Regions from separate parts of the Mus musculus genome. Here region 2 is linked to region 1. A link is a contact called in public Micro-C data. All regions are on one chromosome and are shown on one strand. Each heading gives the region's core, a stretch centred on a gene start, on an enhancer-like site or on the middle of the called end of the contact. The rest is flanking DNA. Distances are from core to core; before and after follow the strand shown.

Region 1 (5,697 bases), core at 2,664-5,163:
GATAAGATAAAGACAAAAAGGATAAGGCTGATGGGTGGCTCAGGTTTTAATCCCAGCACCTGAAAGGCAGAGATGAATGGATCCCCGTGAATTTTAGGCCAACCTAGTCTACACAGTTCGTTCCAGGCCACCCAGAGCTACATAGTGAGACACTGTCTCCAAAGACAAAAAAATAAAAATAAAAATTTAAATGGTACAGTGACAAGAATTAGAAAGAACTAGAAATTTAAAAAAAACCTCATTTGAGTCATGAAAATTAAATTGAGGGGAGCATAAAAGCTAATGGGACAAAGTGCCCAAAGGAGAAATAAAGAACAGGGGAAATGGGTTCTGGAAGGATGGCTCAATGGTTAAGAGCACAGGCTGTTCTTACAAAGGACTCCAGGTCAGGTTCCAGCAAGCACAGCATAGCGCACAACCACCTGACACTCCAGCCTCTGGGCTAAGCCCCAGGGAACATGCACATACTCCACACACATACTCCACACAAATGTACATGCAAACGCAGTTAAAAAGAAAAAATACATCGTGTGACAAAGTATTAAACTTCAAGGTGAAGGAAGCAAAAGGCCTCAAAAGGATGTAACAAATTATGGAAGATGGGTGAAGAATAGCCAAGGGCTGGAGAGACATCTCAGTTAAGAGCATGAAGTTCAGGGATGGCGAGATGGCTCAGCAGATAAGAGCACTGACTGCTCTTCCAAAGGTCCTGAGTTCAAATCCCAGCAACCACATGGTGGCTCACAACCACCCATAATGAGATCTGACTCCCTCTTCTGGAGTGTCTGAGGACAGCTACAGTGTAGTTACATTGAATAAATGAAGTTCTCATTCTCGGATGCAAGTTTGACTTCCAGCATCCATGGCAGTTCACAACTGCCTGTAACTTCAGCTCTAGAGGACCTTACACTCTCACATACACAATAACACAAACATACCCATAACTTTAATGATAACAAATAATTAATAATAATGATAAAACAGGTTTTCTTTTTAAGAATAACCAAGTAGAGGGCTTACAGGACAGCTCATCAGATAAAGGTGATTGCTATGCAAGCCTACTGATGTGTGTTCTAGCCCTAGAACCCAACTCCACAAAGCTGACATCTGATCTACATATGCACTCAGTAGCAGAGGCTTGCTCACCACCATATATGTACATACACTCACACATAATAAGTAAAATTATATTTTTTTAAAAAAAAGAGGAGGCTGGAGAGATGGTTCAGCCATTAAGAGGTACTGGCTGCTTCCAGAGAAACCTGTTTAATTCCCAGCACCCACATGGCAGCTTACAACCATCTAGCTGTAAATCCAGTTCCAGAGATCAAAAGCCCTCTTCTGGCCTATGAGGGTACTGCACTGCATACACATGGTGTACAGACATACATGTAGGCAAAACACTCATGTACACAGAATAAAAATGAATATGAAAGAAAGGAAGAATAATCATTTAGAAATAAAGTGAAAGAAAAAGAGGAAGAAAAAAAAGAAGAGAGAAGAAGAGAAGAGAAGAGAAGAGAAGAGAAGAGAAGAGAAGAAGCAGTTAGGGATAATACAAGTCCCTGAATAGGGAAATATCCAAGTTCTTTTCCCAGAACCATAAAAAAGACAGACAACTCAAGCAAGGTAAAAAATAAATAAATAAATAATTAAATAATTAAACCACACTTGAAGAAAACTTTCCTTAGCTTTGCGAATTGGCTGTATTGTAGTCCATGAGGTTTATCCGAGGCGCAATTATTGCTAATTGAAAACTTTTCCCAATACCCTGCCATGATGACTTGAAATAAAGTCGGCATTGGCAATTTTTGACAGTCTCTACTGAGACTGAATAAAAAGGAAAAAAAAGGAAAAAAAAAAACTTTCCTTAAAGAACAAATTTTACCCCACATTTTGCAAAAGCAAAGTGGGTGCATCACCCCAGCCTTTTCCGACTCATTGGCCATCTTAGCACGAGTTTTCCTACCCTTCAAGCCCTCTTCTGTCCCTTCGCCGCATGCTCACCTCTCAGTCACACAGCTCAGAGAGAAAGGGGCTGGATGAAGAGTCAGGGCCCAGTATGGAACACTTACTATGTGCCACACACGCAACTAACTACGCATGCTTGATCCCACCATCCATCCCTTAATCTCCAGAGACTATTTGCCCATTTCACAGACGGGAAAACTGGGTTTCCCAGAGATTGAATGATTTGTACCAAGATACTCACTACAAGAATTAAAAGTCATACTCACATCTTGATGACTTCTAATGATTCTGTACCAAGAAAACATGCTTATCTGGAACCGCCTATGCCTCTCTGGGCGCACAGCCTAGCTTCTCCTGCCCACCCCCACCCCACCCCCGCCCCTTTAAACTGATGAACACCAACTCACCAACAAGCATCAGGTTTCATCAACTATTTAAGTCAGCCCCTCGACCCTTTCCGCTCTTGTTTAAAGATGAAAGGAATGCAACCTGTGTCACAGCACTTCCACTACCTTCTCAGTTTGGGTGTCTAACCAAATGCTATTTTTTTTTTTCTTTACTCATCGAGAGGAAAGGGCTTGATTCCCTAACACTAAATCCACTTTTTTTTTTTTTTTTTTTTTGTCTATGCAGCTTTGCATTCATTAGTCGTGACACCTGTGTGGGACTATCAGCAGTTACACGGTTCATTTGGCAAGGGGGCACTTCAGAGCTGAGTGCAGCTCAAATAGCAGAACACTTTTGTGCCCATGATTCTTGTTCAGTCTCAACCACCTTTCATCCCATCTCTGAAAAAAGAAGAGAGGTGAAGGAGATGTGTGATTCTGTCCATAAAACACGCCTAAGACAAAGAAACTCAAACAAACAAAAAGTAAACGGAGCCTGAAAGACTAAGCCCACTCTGCTTATTTGACATAAAGAACCTAAGGTCCAGGCGACAGGTGATTTGCCTGTCACAGCTAATAAATGGCTGAGCCAGGATTTACACACAAGCTCCAAGCTAAAACAGCCGCCTTCACTTTCCCTAGAATCCCGCTGCACTGCCTGCATTCCTCTGCCTTTAACTGGAAAGGATTGCATTTCCGGCTCTATCACAGTTTGGTCGTTACTAAGCACTGATAAATACAAATAACAAAACGGTAGTTTCATTTCTCCAATACTAGGAAAAGTATAAAACATCAACGTGCAAAATCTTAGAAGCTGTTTGATATCGTCTCTAAGTTATGTATTTGATTAATATGAATATCGTAAATGATTAAAAAGTCAAAGGGGGGGGGGTGTGTGCTTGTACGCAAAATTCAGCTTTAAACTCACAGCTGACTTTTCTAAGTCCCAAGGTGGGTGGTAGGCAGAAGTTGCATAACTCATTGTTTTGCTTATCAAACGTTTGTAGGGTGCCTAAAGTGTGGTAGGCATTTAAATAAAATGAAGGTAAAACACGAAAAAAAAAAAAGTGATCCTTGGGTACTGATCCCAAAGAGCTCCGAGGACTCTAGTCCCCACCGGTCCTCGGAGTACAGCGAAGATGCTCGGCTTCCTCAAGGTGGGCGGAGAGCCCTGGCCATTGAGCTGGAGGCTGGAGGCTGGAGGCTGAGCTGGAGGCGTGTCAGCACCAGCTAGCAGCCCTCAGCCGGGTCCTCTCTGCAAGCCCAGTCTCCTCTCAGCACCTCCCGGTCCCGGGCGCCAGTCACCATTGCACCCACAGCCCGCAGTTACCTCGGACTCGCGTGGTCCAGCCTGCACACCCACGACCCCCAGGCAGCTTCAGGTCTCGGGGTGAGTGGGAGGTCAGGCAACTCTCAGGAGAAAGAGTGACAACTGGGGAAAGCCGATGGACTCTAGGGCCAGGATGGAGAAAGTCTACGAGGTGAAGTTTACAACGGCCACTTCCGGGGGCCCGGAACACGCGACGAGGCTCTGGGCAGCCGCGACTTTCTCCGCCTCCCTGGCCCCGCCCCGGCAGGCCCGCCCCTCGCCTCCGCGTCCCCAGCGTCCCGCCCGCCGCCCGAGCCCCAGCTCCAGGATACGCGCGTACTCAGAGAACGCGGGCTCGCGCTGGAAGAGAAGCGCCGGCCCGCAACCGCGCGCGCTCCCGCGGCAGGCGGGGTATATTGCGCATGCGCCAGGGGTGGGGTACGCGTGCGCAAAGCACACGGGTGGCTCGGGGCCGCGTTCCACCCCATGCGCGCTCCAGCGCCGGCATGCTGTGCCTTCTCCTTGTTTCAGAACTCCCGCAACCGAGTGGCGTGCACATTTCCAGCCTCGGAAAAGGGCAGCAGCCTGTTCCTGCTCTGTAAACGTCTTCTTAGCTGGCTCTCGGCCCGAGAAACCCGCTAGGACCGCGGCCGATGCCAGGGTCCCCAGGGAGAGTGCCTGGGCTTCGGCACAGGTGGCAGACTCTCAGCGCCCTCCTCCTGCAGTCTCCTCCTCCCATCGATTTCTTTTGTATTTTGGCTTGGGTGGATAGAATGTAGGTCGGTGCTCTGATGCTGCTGAGCGTCTTTGATTACAAATAATGCAGAACCGGATTCATTGGCAAATAAGGCCTTGGAGCCTCGCCTTGAGCTCCATCTCTGCTAGATTTCAGCCCCTCCCCCTCCTCGCCCACAATTTATAAAGAGCTTTGGTTCGCCCTGTAGCCGCTTCAGAGGATTGGAAAAGCAAATCCTCTTTTGTTCCTTGGCTTTTGAAAGCCTATTCCCTAAAGAACAATGCGAAATGGCAGGATTTTGATGAAAGGTTTTTATCCCTGCCGCCACTACCTTCTTTCCACAAGTGTTCATACAAAATGAGCCTTTTATGCTAAACTTGTCCGGGGTTGGTTGTAATCAGCCTGAACCAGGTGTTGGGGTTCTCGCCTGCTCTCGCTCTGGAAAGTTAACAGTCCTAAGAGCAAATAGATTAAAACTTTGGTTCTTGCACTGCTGAGAAACTTTAATTGGTTTGAGGTCAGTTGTTTGGTTTTTAAAAGGTTTTCCTTGCTTCTTAAGGCTTTAGCCAGAAGAGATAACTGCTTCGAAAACAAACTGAAGGAAACAAAAGTAGCCCTCTCTACTTAGGAATCAAATGGAGAATTACAATAAATAAGATTACATTCACCACCACCATGGGTTTCTCTGTGTGGCCTGACAGTCCTGGAAGATGAGAGTTTTTTTTTAAATTGTATACGGCTTAGTTTTGTTATTTGAAAGATTTTTGTTTGGAGGGAAGTGATTTTGTTGTTGTTTTGCTTTCTTGGTTTTGTCTGGGTGGGGTTTTTTAATTCCCTATGTAGCCCAATCAGGCCCCAAATTCTGGATCCCCTGCCATAGCCTCCGGAACACTGGGGTTACAAATCATGGGCCACACACACACATCAGCTCATCGTGTTTTAGGAACATCACAGAAGGGAGTGTTACATTGCAAACATAACTGATCTATTACATTGTACACTTTTTAAAGAAAAGCTGCTTGACATGAATCCTTACAAAGTTCATTTACTCTGTCTTTAGCATGCGTAGAGTACAGCACATGTGCCCAGCATGGAGCTAGGTAATAAAAATACCAGCTATAAAGTACAAATGCCACAGGGATCAGAGAAAAGATCTGCTCGTCAACCTTGAGTACAGGGAAGCGATTTGTGGAGCATGTAAAGTCTAGTGTAAGAAAGTAGAGTAATAGATTCACCAAAGTAACAACGAATTGGGACAGGAAAAAAAAAGCATGAGACTTTTGACAAAATAGAAA
Region 2 (5,807 bases), core at 14-2,513, 1.1 Mb before region 1:
TGCAGGTGCTGGTGGCCCTAATGTTTAAAAAAAAAAGAAAAAAAAAAAAAGGCTGGATCCACGTGGATAAGCTAACTCACATTCTCAGGCCAGCTGTTGCTACTTGGGATCTAGTCAGCCATGGATCCTGAAAAAAAAATTAAGCTTAACCATTGTGAATATACATTAAACTTATGACGGTGTGTGTATGTGTGTGAGTGTGTCCTAAATTCCAAGTCTACATATTTTCGGAGGAATTTAATTCTGACCTCTGAATGAAATTATGAGGCTTCTCCCTCTGCTTGGGGAAAGAGAGAATGGAAGGAGGGACGAGTTACTCTTTTCAGGAAGAAACAGTAATCAAACCTGTTTTCAGCCAACCAAATCTTCCGCAGGATTCTCTGATTTCTTAGAGCTCAAGAGTGTGCTAGAAACCTGTGCTTTCCTCCCGAGACAGATAAGCAAAAAGTTTGCTCTAGCGATGATAAATCTGCACGAGGCGGAGACGGTTTTGGCACACGGTGTACATTAGAAAGATGAGGATGATTAAGTCTCCCCCCTCCCCCCCGAATCTTGCAGCCCGACTGTGTTTTGCTTCCATTTAAGAAGTGTCCTTCAACCGCTGGCGGCTGCGTGCCGAGCCTGCCGCCGGCAACCCGTGTCTTAAAGCAGGGCAACTCGGGTCGTCTGAGTGTCACCCCACACGTGTGACTGGTGTCCGTCGCGGGCGCCCGCTAGGGTGGCAGTCTCCTTCCTCTCCCCCGCCAGCTGCAGCTCCAGGCCCAGACCTAGAAGGGGAAGGAAGCCCTGGCCGCAAGCCGCCGTCTGGGCCGGCACCAAAGCCGCCGCTCCCAGAAACTTTTCGCCCCTAGCTGTGCGCAACTTTCTGCCCCGGGTCCCCGGGCGCGTCACGGTCCCCGGGCTTCCCCTGCCTTCACTCCGGCGCCGCCCAAGGCAGACCAGAGCCGGGCCGAGCAGACCGAGAGTGGGAGAAGCCCGGAGCGGAGGCGCTGCGCCGCAGTCGGAATAAAGTTCGCGCCCGGTGCTCGGCGGCGGCTCGCAGCCTTCCCTCTCCCCTCCCGGCTCCTCGCATTTTTCCCCCTTGTTGACAGCTGGGCGCTGGCCGCCACCTCCACTTCCACGCCCGCACCCCCCGGGGGGCGCCAAAGTTGTTTTTCCATCCACGGAAGAGGGGGTGTGTGTCTAGCGAGGTGGGGGTGGGGGAGGGCTAGACATCCTCCCCGAAGCCCCTAGAAAAGCTTGAGGACAACAACAAAACAGGCGGCGAACACCCTAGTCCGGACAGTTGCGCCGGGAGCAGAAACTTGTGCCGGCGCGGCCACCGGTCCCCCCCGCGCCGCCGCGCGCACCCCGCCTCGCCAGCAGCCCCCCTCCCGGACAGTCCGTTCCCTTTTTTTCTTTTCTCCCTCTGCCCGGGGAGGAGCGGGACAACTCGGAGCGCCGGCTCGAGGGAGCGAGCGCGACCCTGGGCGCGGGTGTAAATCAGTCACCTGAGCGCCGAGGGGCCGCGGCGAGGGCGCGCGCGGGCGGGTGGGGAGTGGCGCGGGCGGCGAGCGCGGCCCGGAGCGGCCGGGCGGGGGAGGGAGCAGGCCGAGCGGCGAGCTGAGGCGGCCGAGGGGCTGGTCCAGGCGCGGCCGCTAAGAGGAGACCAAGAGGCGGGGGCTGCACTTGACAACCAGCATGCCGAGATGGTAAGAAGTTTCCACCTCCTCTCCGCTTGCGTCTGCACTTGGTAGGGACAGACCCGGGCGGGACGCCCCGGGGCCGCGGCGGGCCGCGTTCTCCTCTAGCGCCGCGGCGTGAGGAGGCGGGCAGCCGGCGGCGCTCCCGAAATCCACCCCCCACTCCCCCAACTTGGCCCCAAGTTCTCGAGGCGGCTGCGGGAGGGCGAGCGGGCGGGCAGGCGGACGGGAGCGAGGGCTCCCCGCGCCTTAGGTGAGCGGCGGCCAGTCGGGGACTCTGGGGACCGGGGAGCCCTCGGGGAGGGCGCGGGACACGGGGACCCGGGATGCACGGGGCTGCCGGGACCCGCGGCAACTTTCCCAACTTGCCGGCCTGTTGAGAGCCCTGAGCGGCGGCTGGGCATGGGTGCCGGGGCGCGGCCCGCGGCCCGCGTGGGGACCGCAGCGATGCCCGCGCGGCTGCGGAGGACGCGGACGCGGCCAGTCAAATCCCGCTAGACAGACACGTGTGTGCTTTCCCGAAGTGCGGTTCTGAAGCAGCCGGCCCACTGCGCTTACACGCCGACTGGACGGTGGGATTTGAGACCTGAAAGGGGGGCAGAATTTAAAAACATATATATATATATACAGTAGTGGTGGAGCTCAGGACAAAACTAGACGGAATCTCCCGTGGGATGAGGCGAAGATTAAAACAAAACAAAACTTGTAAGTGCCAAGTGGTGGTGGAAAAGGGATGGCACAGCGCAGGGGGACTCCAGCCCAGTCCCTGGAAGGGACGGCTTCTCTGCAGCGAGGAAGCAGGCAATTAGTTCACCCAGTGATGAGCCTCACTGTCTGCTTTCGGGAAGTCATTTGTTAGAAATGGGGCTTGACCACTCTTTTTTTCTTGGAGTTCCCTACCACCCAGTGTCGCTGTTGTTAGCCCCACTTGGGGGCTCTGATACAAAGTGGGCCCTATGTACATGGGATGTATAAGAAACGGGGTGATAGCAGGTTGACATTTTTTTTTCCTCTTCCCTTCCCCCTGATGTGACATCTCTTGTTTCAGAGATCAAAGTCACAACTGGAATGTAGGAGATGGTACTGTCAAATGCAGACATACACACATACAAAATGCACCCAGGACTGCGGTTACAGTAATGCTGACAGAAATTAAAGAGGTTTTGAAAGCAGCGTGCGATTTATGATGCTTCCCATTTACCCTAGAGTCAAGCTGTTGTAAAACTGATGTACAAAAGACATCATAAAATAATCCTGTGTATCCAGGATTAAAGTGGCAGAAAGTGGCCTGTTTTATTAATTTTTATGTACTTCGTGAACATTTGTAGTTGTTGGATCCTGTGTTAATGGAGGGATCAAAACAAAGTATGAAATATATCTCCTTAGAGCTGGAGAGTTTCTTGTAACGGCATTTTACAGAACATTATTAAAGCCAGTTGCACGCCTTTTCTTCCCCTGGCTAGTATTACTATTTGTCTACAGATCTATTCCCATATACTAATCACTGAGCGGTGGCTGAGTCCATTTGTCTCCCGCTGTTTTGTATTCTGCCTGTTTAGGTGGTTTCATGCCCAGACACACATGCTTTAGGTGGACTTTATTTCTGACACTAAGTATTTCTGCTCGGAAGTTTTCCTCTAGTACCAATCCTTGTCTAAGTTTGAGAGAACTTCCTTTTACTCTTTGGAATCATGCACACGAGAATCCTTTGTGAGCCCTTAAAGGCTCTGTACTTTATATGATATTTGTAGCCGTTTCCTTTAAACTTGTTCAGTTTTAATGAAGTTCTGAGTTGTAGGTACTCTTTCTGTTCCCAGAGAGCAGTGGATTTAAAATCCAGATTGCTAATTACTTTACCAAAGCATAGGAATATCTTCACCTGAGGGAAGGACTAGCAAACCTGAATCTGAACTTTGTATAGAAGATCTTTCTGGAGGCATGTCTGAAATGCCCTGACACCCCCCCCCCCATCCACTGAGAATATTCAGTTGGGTTTGCATGTAAAAACTTTGGGTAAAAACTAACCTCATGTGATTTTTGAAAATATTGAGGAAATATTAATAGCAATAGTGCATTGCTAATACCTGATTCTTCCTTTTCTGCCTGAGACGTAAGTTATCTGTCAGGCAGGAATATGTGATTACAGAAAGGAGCAGACAAAAGCAGGGCTGACTGTTGCTATATTAAAATGTAAGTGTTACAGTTTGAATTTTCAAGTGAGAGTTTCTGAGTTCAGTGCTTTACATAACATTTTGTCCTAATCTTGCTTGCTGTCAGGGATGTTTCATGGTTGTGCAATTGCTGCAGTCAAGAATGCCAATTTGCATTCCACGACTGTCGTTTGATTACTTTTATCTGCGAAGCTCCAAGACCGGCCCAGACCTCTCGTTTCATCTTGCCATGTCACGAGTCAATGCTGTGTCGTCTTTTCAAAAATCTGCCTGATTTAGACAAGAAAGAAAAGTACTTTCATGTTGCAGCCGCAGTCCCCTGCTAACTTGTCAGCAGCAGGATATGATTCACTTGGGCCCAGAAGAATGGAACAGAGAGGCGGGTTAGACGGTTCAATAAAGCCCACGGACAGGTAGTGTGTGACGTCCCCAGAGAGCTGCAGTTAATGAAGAACAGGTCTGCTTAGTTCTCCACGCGCTGACCTGGTGCTGTCCCCACAGTTTTCTCATTTGATCTTTCCCAGCAAATTGATCTTTTCTTGTATTTTTTTGCCTTCCAAGTTAGTCCTTGAGGGACTGAAATTAGCAGAGCAACTTAAGTTGGATAATACAGCTGTTCAGAAAAGAAGAAATTGGACACTGGCAAAAAAAAAAAAAAAAAAAAAAGAGGGGGGGGGGTTGGGGGTGGGAGAGGAGAGAGAGCTAGTCTTTTTGTTGTTCCTGGGAATATTTCCTAGATTAAGGGAGTCCAAAGTAGGTGATGACTCGAAGCTAACGGTTTCCCTTACTTTAAATTTAGAGTTAAGCCTCAGGGCTATTTTAAATATTCTGTAAATGTTTGAAAGATGGCTTTAGCAAGGATGAAGAGTTTGATTTAGCAATGCTCATATTCACTTGTTTGGCGTGATCTGCCAGTGTAATAGTGGCTTTTATGGCTGTTGTAAGATGAACAAAACATCAATGGCACACTTCAACTATGTTATTTATAGTCATCTAAATAAGTACAATTCCCAAATATTCAATACTGAATTGCTGAAAAGATTAAACAATAAAAAAGTCATTAACAGCATTGTGTATAAATATTATGGTGCATGAAGATTTTTTTTTATGAATCAGTATCTTTGTTTTACATAAATTCCACAGATGCACTGTTCATAGGGTGGGCTAGTCTCTCCTCTGAGGTTTTTCTTTTTAAATTTAAAGGTACACTTTTAAAATTGAGACCAGGTTACACGTTGGATTTCTTTGAAGGGTTCACATGTTGGTTTTTGAGATTAAAATTCATTTTGTACAAGGTGAGTAAATCTCAGTTGAGAAAGCATGCACAGTTGATACTGGCTACAGTTTCACTATAGAGGTCTTGTACAGAAAGCTTAGGTTGGGAGCGATTAATAGTCTTAACTTGATGAATGTATAAAGGAGTGGTGTTTTCTGAATTCCTCTGCAGATGGTCTCATTTAACATCTGCATCCTGACAAGAAACAGAGTTTAAAACGGCAGTTCTCCTGCAACATCTCTTCTTGGTCAGGAGTTACATAGTATAGCTGGTTAGTAAGCTCTCTAAAGAGCTAGAGGGAGCCTCATGATTTTATTAGATATACTTAAGGTTTAAAAAAAAAAGAACTCTGGCAGTCAGAATGTTGCACAATAACTGGCTTAGAGTTTAGGCTTGGAGGTGACACCACACCACACACCACACACACACACACACACCAGTGGTGATAGCAACAGAATTTCTTTTGAGAAAGTTAAGGAGTCAGCTAAGCTTTCTAGGACTCTACCTTGTAGGTGATTTGAATGAGGTAAAGTGCAACCAAATATTCTAAGTGTTTGAATATGTGTAACCACTGGGTCACTTTGTCAACAGAAGGAGTTGTTCTCATGTTGGCAGGCCCACCTTCAAACACCATCAAGAGCACCTTCCTAGGCAGCCACAGAGGAGAAGGCTACCCTC

Evidence for each region. Hi-C and Micro-C count contacts between places; a contact is called where the count stands out from the background.
Region 2: a contact with region 1 is called in a Micro-C map of embryonic stem cells, with 4 times the contacts expected there. The contact joins the promoter of Bnc2 here to the promoter of Ccdc171 in region 1. A contact is called at or near these places in 1 of 39 promoter capture datasets (embryonic stem cells), 2 of 484 Hi-C or Micro-C datasets (both in embryonic stem cells) and 1 of 115 datasets of contacts at active chromatin or transcription factors (embryonic stem cells).

What each region holds. Positions count from the first base shown.
Region 1 is chr4:83,523,761-83,529,457 of GRCm38.p6, reverse strand. Ccdc171 (coiled-coil domain containing 171) reads right to left here and starts at 3,913. Exons shown (of 26, transcript NM_001355378.1): 1 at 3,688-3,913. It overlaps Gm25899 (a small nuclear RNA gene), which reads left to right and starts at 1,690; the gene lies at 1,690-1,830.
Region 2 is chr4:84,670,859-84,676,665 of GRCm38.p6, reverse strand. It overlaps Bnc2 (basonuclin 2), which reads left to right and starts at 1,263. Exons shown (of 7, transcript NM_001369083.1): 1 at 1,263-1,691. The coding sequence starts at 1,689.